Regions from separate parts of the Rattus norvegicus genome. Here region 1 is linked to region 2. A link is a contact called in public Hi-C data. All regions are on one chromosome and are shown on one strand. Each heading gives the region's core, a stretch centred on a gene start, on an enhancer-like site or on the middle of the called end of the contact. The rest is flanking DNA. Distances are from core to core; before and after follow the strand shown. Region 1 holds the start of Pan3 (poly(A) specific ribonuclease subunit PAN3). Region 2 holds the start of Pomp (proteasome maturation protein).

What was found. A called contact is a pair of places that touch in the nucleus more often than the background predicts.
Region 1: a Hi-C map of hepatocytes shows a contact between it and region 2, with 1.7 times the contacts expected there. The contact joins the promoter of Pan3 here to the promoter of Pomp in region 2. A contact is called at or near these places in 3 of 12 Hi-C or Micro-C datasets (frontal cortex, hepatocytes and mammary epithelial cells).

The regions. Positions count from the first base shown.
Region 1 is chr12:12,630,221-12,633,501 of GRCr8, forward strand. It overlaps Pan3 (poly(A) specific ribonuclease subunit PAN3), which reads right to left and starts at 1,272. Exons shown (of 19, transcript NM_001419788.1): 1 at 470-1,272. The coding sequence starts at 887. LOC134481260 (a long non-coding RNA gene) reads left to right here and starts at 1,332. Exons shown (of 4, transcript XR_010056702.1): 1 at 1,332-1,473.
Region 2 is chr12:12,208,781-12,212,167 of GRCr8, forward strand. Pomp (proteasome maturation protein) reads right to left here and starts at 2,057. Exons shown (of 6, transcript NM_001100942.1): 1 at 2,037-2,057; 2 at 166-263. The coding sequence starts at 2,039.

The DNA of each region.
Region 1 (3,281 bases), core at 22-2,521, 420 kb after region 2:
TTTCAGCAAAGCCAATGTGCCTTAAGCCCGCCCCTCACCTCCCGCCTCTTACCCACATACACACCCACTGGCGAACCTCAACATTAGGCAGACCGCACTCTACACAGGCACGCAACGACACATGTGCTCGCAAACCCTGCCCCTTTCCACATATACACACACACCCGGAAACGATACCCCCTTCCTTACACTCGGCAGCCCATCCCCCCTCCTCTCCGCACTCACTCCCAGCGCCCCACCCCACCCCAATCACCAGGACCATCCACCCACGCTCCTGGGGAACCCGCCTCCCCTAGCTCCAGGGCTTGCCCTGAGCGGCGGAGAGAGGAAACCGGAAGAAGGAAGGAGGGCGGCTACGCAGGGCCTAGGCCTCTCCCGCAGCCCAGAGGTGAGGGGAAGCGGCAGGCTCAGGCCTCTAGCCCGCGCCCGGCCAGCCCGTACCGCACCACCCCGCCCGGGCCTCACTCACTCGCCACCCGCGGTCCATCGAGTCCGCCGCCCGCTGTCGCCGCCCCCGGGACGCCCAGCTCCGGCTTCTTGGGCCCCGCGGGCGGCCCCGCTCCCCCGCCCGGGAGCGCTCCGGGAGGAAAGCCGGCCCCCGACGCGGCCGCCAGCGCCAGCGGGACGCTGTTGCTATGGAGGCCGAGCCCCGGAGCCGCGCCGGAGGCCGGGTCCTCGTGCAGGAACTGACACTCCTCTCCGTAGAAGCACGTCTTGTCCTTGGCGTAGTAGCGGCAGTACTTGAGCTTCACGCCCGCAGCCGGCCCGCCGGGGACGCCCCCGACGCCCGACGAGGCCGCGACCGCGACCGCCACGGCCGCCGCCAGCGAGGAGGACGACGGGGAGGCGGCGGCCGAGGGGGGCGGAAGGCCGCCGCCACTGTTCATGGCCACGCCGCAGCCGCGTCCCCCGCCGCCGCCACCATAGACGAGGGCGGGAAGGAGCCGCCGCCGGAGCCGGATGGAAGCCGGGCGGGCGGGTTGGGCCCGCTGAGGGAGCCGGAGCCGCCCGGGGAGGGGGAGGGGCGGGCGGCGAGTAGGGATTCTCCCTCTCCCTCTCCGCTGTCCTTAAAGGGGCCGCGCGGGACGCCGCGGTGGGCGCGTGGCCGGGGCTGCAGGAGACCCTGAGGCGGCGGCGACCGGAAGCTGGGGGGTAAGGCACGGCGGAGGGAGCCGGTTTGTTTTTAAACTCTGCCTCCGCTCGTCGTCTCGCGCTCCGGTTCCTCCGAGTTGTTTATTCCATTTTCCTCTTCCTGAGACGGTCGCCGCCTCTGCGCGTGCGCGCGCGGCGCGGGGGCTTATGGGTAAAGGCCTGGCCGGGGCGGCAGGCGTGGCCCCCCGGGGGCGTCCTCGAGCTGACCAGAGGCAGTTGGTCCTGCCTGGGCCCTCCGTGGCCTTCCCAGGTTGTCACGGGTCCGATGCTGAAGCTCTCACGAGACAGGATACCCCTCTTCGAGTCTCCTCCTTGAACCAGGTGGTTGTCAGCTTGGAAGCGAAAACACAAAATGACAGTCCGTCACTTGTCCTTTGAGGGGGACGCGGCCCAACCTCGCTCCCTGCAGAGCAGTTTTTGGTTCCGTGTGTCACATTTCCTCTCCCTTTCCCTTTGCCCCACAGCCTCTCTTTTTTTTTTTTTTTGTAAATCCTCCCCCTCGAAGGAGATGGAACGGCCAGATACCCTTAGTTTCTGGGCTCTTTGTCAAAAAATGGAGCCAGAACCGTTGATGTCAACAAACCCCCGCTTAGAGCAGCACCTGTTTCCTCTGCTTTGATGGCCCTCGAATTTTTTCTAAACAGGCGCCACCTGGGACAGTGCTACCTAGGCTGCATGGGAAGACCCAATTCCAAAAGTGCTAGAATGTTTTCCTAGTCTGCATTCGAAATTCACTTTTTTTTTAAAGTTTTCCCCTCATTGATTTCCAATTTGCTCCATTTTTTTTTTAAAAAGGGGGAGCGGCATTAAGACAATTGAAGAACCGAAGTGAAGCAAAAGATTGGTTTTAAGGTTTTAGAAATCTTCTCTGCGAGATTTCTCTTAAAAGACAAATCCCTGTTATGAAAAGGACGGTGTGGGCAGTATTTAAGGAATTGTGGCGACCTGACGAAGTCACGGAAGAATATAAAAAGTACCACACTGCAGAAGGGGTGAGATGCACGTTGTAGATCCTAGTCTGGTAAGCCTAGTGATGTTGCCTAGGTAAATTCTAAGCCGGTATCTTTGTGTGAACGCAGTTTTCAGTCACTTAAATATCCAACAAGTATTTGTTAATGTCCATTACATGTTCCAGGAACTGGAAAGGAGCTAGGGATGCAAAAGTGAACAAGATGCAGTTATACCTGAGTTCAGAGGGCTTCTTTATCCTCTGGACAGTGAGACATAAGGTGGGAATTAGTGTCTAATGCTGGATTTAAAGATGTTGGGCTCCTAGGAAAAACTGATAAGCCAGCTGGAGATTTAGGCATCCTTGAATTCAGCCCTGCCTTTGAAACCTGGTTGCTTCTCTATTCCTCCTTTGTACATTTGAGATAAAAGAGTGAGTGAACTGATCATATAAATGTCCTGTGTTTGGGAAGAATCAGTAGGGTTTAGCAATTGCTTTCTATTGCTACTAGGTGTGTAGAGAAAGAAAGAGCATTGTAGACAAAGCAGACAGCTTGTGAAAGAGGCCTCAAGGTGAATCGGGTTAGAGTGTTAGGAGTATGGTGATAGCACACAGATGAGTAGAGTTCTCAGAAGTGCTTTTCAGTCAGTATTAAGAGATTGGACTCTCCTGAAGGGCAATTAGAAAATAGCACAAGTTTTCAAAGTGCTAGGTGGCACGTTCCCAATCCTTTAAGAAGAGAAAAGATCCCCATAGGAACCCTGAAAAGCAAGGCAAATTGTCCCTGAGCAGGGGAAGGCCTGAAATTGCCCAAAGTTTATTCATTCCAATCCAGGGTGTACCTAGTGACAACGTGTGTGCTCTCTGTATTGCGTGCTTCATTGTTGTTAAATAATCGTGCTTATCTTAAAGACCTGAGCTGGGAGGAGGTGTTTGCAGTGACACAATCAGGGCTTGATAAACTGCTACATTCAGCATATTGTTCAGACTGATCTTAAATAAGAATCAACAGTGCATTACATACCAAGCAAAATCTGTGCTAGGCGCTGACGTATGAGACCTGGCCTGAGGATGGTTCAGGAAAAATACTGGCCTTGCAATTTGAAGAACTGAGTTCCATTCCGAGAACCCAAGTAAAAAAGGCTAGGTATGGTGGGTGTGCTCCTAACACTAATCCTGG
Region 2 (3,387 bases), core at 807-3,306:
TTCTCCCACTACTAGGAACACGTAGCCCTCTTTCTCTCCACACCCTGAGTATGTAACTCACTACAGACAAAATCAAATGCACATTTGTAGCCTTTCAAGGAGAACACCTGGAAAAGAATCCACATTTCATCAGAAATAGGCACAGCCGCAATCCCCCCGACATACCCTTTCCGGAGAAGATCATGACTCTCGAAAGGCCCACTGGCTGAGAGTTCTGTAACTGGAATACTGTCCTTTAGCTGCGACCCAAGGCCTCTGGCGTTCTACAACACAAAGGCAACATGCTGGTTAAAGGGCAGAGAAGCTAAGGGCTGTGCCCTTAGGGAACACAGGATCTATAGAGAGCCTTAAATATTGTGGTAGCCAGCACACAGGGTACAGTGAGTAGAAAGACTCCTGGTCATGTGCCAACATGAAAAGCACTTTAGGGGGAAAAGGGGGGGTATACAAACTCTGACCAGTCTGAGATAACGAAGTGATAAAATTCAAAGACGCACAATCGTATGAACCAAAAACCTTGAGTTTTACCCTAATCTCGGTATAATCAGCCAGCTTTTCCTCGGTGGAAAGAGCATTCCCTTTGGGTGTAGTGTTTTATCCTGGTGAAGAGGCTGAGGAGAGAACCCCAGGGAACAGGCAGATCAAAGACAACACAAGAGATGGAATTATAACATGACACCTAGAGATGAGGTCATAGGAACTGACAGAAAGGGGGAGGAGCTGTCTTCTATAATTATAAAAATAAAGGCAGCTAGTTGAAATAGTACAAAAAGTTAAGAACAGCTCCTTGGAACTGACACTGTCACCCTAACTCTAACAGCGTAAACTATTCAGGTACAGTTGACCTGGTCTCTACTACTAGTCTAGACAAAACTATTCTGAAGAGAACAGCTTTTTGATAGACTTACTTCATCTGTGTATTTTACCTGGGGGCGGGGGGTATGCCACCAGCCCCGATTGGGTCTTGCTTGAGCCTCACCAATTTCCTAATTCTGAATAGCAAGGTTTCTCCAAACCCCACAAACCTCACCACCAAAACTGCTAACAACCTCCTTCTGTGCTTCATTAACATCTGAGAAATAGAGTTCAGGGCTCCAAGTCTATAATTCAAGGGCCTGGCACTGTTCCCATTCTTCACACAGGAAACTACTGGGGATCAGGGAGACAGTATATAATCTACAGTGGACAGTCACCTACTCCTACTCTGTGACTGCCAGCCAAGCACAGACTTCCAAGGACTAGCCCTGTCTGATTATTGCTGTTCCAACGCTGACTGACATCACTACCCTACAGTGTCCTCCTGATTTACTGAAAAGCACCAAACGAGAAATTCTGAACTCTAGTATTGATGTTACTGTCTTCCCAGTATCCTTTTATAAAATGAGGACGCCTTAAGGTTCTAGCTCAGTGTCAGATAAAAATAAGTCTGTAAAGACCTAAAACCATTCATATTTCAGCATTTCTCACACTCCTTTACAATGGTTAACAGTATTAGCCAATACAAGCTTTCTGGACGTGGGCAGACGGCCTGCGGAGGAGTGCTTGTATCAGGTCTGTGCCATGGTGACTCAGGAGTCTGCTCAAAGAGAAACAGAAAGTGGGGAAGGAGGAGAGGCCAGAGGGGGAACAGAGGGAGTCCAGCACTAACTATATGAACAACACGGGAGCAACACAGAGGCACAGGCAGAGACGTTTGTAAAATCGTGGCTGAGTTATATAAATACAAGAGGCGGTCGTGGGCCTTTGGGGGCTGTAGAGTCCAGTCACCCTGAAGGAGAGGGCACGTGGCATGTCCCAACAACCACACAAGGCTTGGCTTTCAGAGATGCCCTGTGCATCCGCCTCAACTGCTGGAAAGGGGCGCGCAGGCCTGGGAGGCCCGGGAACCCACGCGCGCGGTCCGACGGGAACCAGCACCACCCCAGAGCGTGCAGCCCTGGTCACGCCCACGTCAGACACCCGCCGGGACCGCGCAGCCGTGATCGTGCCCGCACCACGAATACCCACCGCGACTGCGATCGTTCGCGCTCACTCACCATCTTGGAAACAGCTCTGCGAAACCCTCTGAACCCGCTATAGTCGGCCAGCCAAGGCGCTCACTTCCGTTTCCGGGGCCGAGACAACCCCCCCATCCGCCGGAAGTGCGTCCGTCCGGCCAGGAAGGAAAAGAGGGCGTGGGAGGAGAGGGAGTCGCGTTGGGCCGGGGCTCCCACGCTTGCTATCCCCGGGGAGCGAGGGCCAAGGGCGCAGCTAGAGTGTGCTCTGGACGTGGCCTCGCGTGACGGTTTTAGGTGGATGTGTGCAGATGCACAGACTTCTCACGGGCCATCCACGGATGTCGAGGTGGTGATTTGCATAAAGTTCTGCTCAGTCAAAACTCGGACAACAGGCTTTTTATTAAGTCCAAGGTCCAAGGCTGGGTATGTGTAGAACCCAAAGGAAGGACCAAGCTTGCTTAGTCACTGAGCTACAGGCAGAGGCGGACTCCAGGGTTTGTGGGGTGTGGATGTTTCCGAACTTGGGGAACTACAACCAGTGTCCCTAAATCAGATCTGGCCACCCGTTCTTAATAAGCAAGTTAAAAGCGGGAGGCAGAAGAAGGTAATTTGGTCAGTGTGGCCAGACTGGGAAGACGACAAAGACTTAGGGTCCCAGAGACTAATTCCTCGGTAACATGGGGGAGCGGCTAACAGTTTTAAATCTGTCATAGCTAACGGATGTCAGGCTCTTAGAATTATGTACATCAATATGGCTGTACATGCTGTACACGAGTCATCTCCCTAAACCTTTTCATTAAGCTTTTTAAAAATTAATTTTTAAGGGTTTCTTTAAAGCGTGTTGTTTGACTATATGCATGTGTATCATGTGTGTGCCTGGTATCCTCACACTCTTTGCAATACTTAGCGGAGTTTGCCAACACAAGAAGATTCTCAGGATCTCACAGAACTGGAGTTACAGGTAGATGGTTGCGAGCCACCCTGTGGATGCGGGGAAAGGAACACAAGCCCTCTGTAAGAGCAGCAGGTCTTAACCACTGAGCAATCTCTCCAGCCCCTTTGCTCACATTGTGAGAGTATAGCGAAGCATGGAGGGGAAGGCGAGGCAGTTGGTCGATTGGGCTCTGCAATCCGAAGCAAAGGGAAACGAATGCTGCTCCTCTTGCTTTTGCCCTGTTATTCAGTCTGGGATCCCAAGCCATGGGATGGTGCCTCCCACATTCAGGGTACATCATTTTTAGTTAAAACTGGAAATGGGGGTTGGGGATTTAGCTCAGTGGTACAGTGCTTGCCTAGCAAGCACAAGGCCCTGGGTTCGGTCCCCAGCTCCGAAAAAAAAAGAGAAAAAAAAAAAAAAAAGACCATCACAATACCAATATTGCTTTGATCT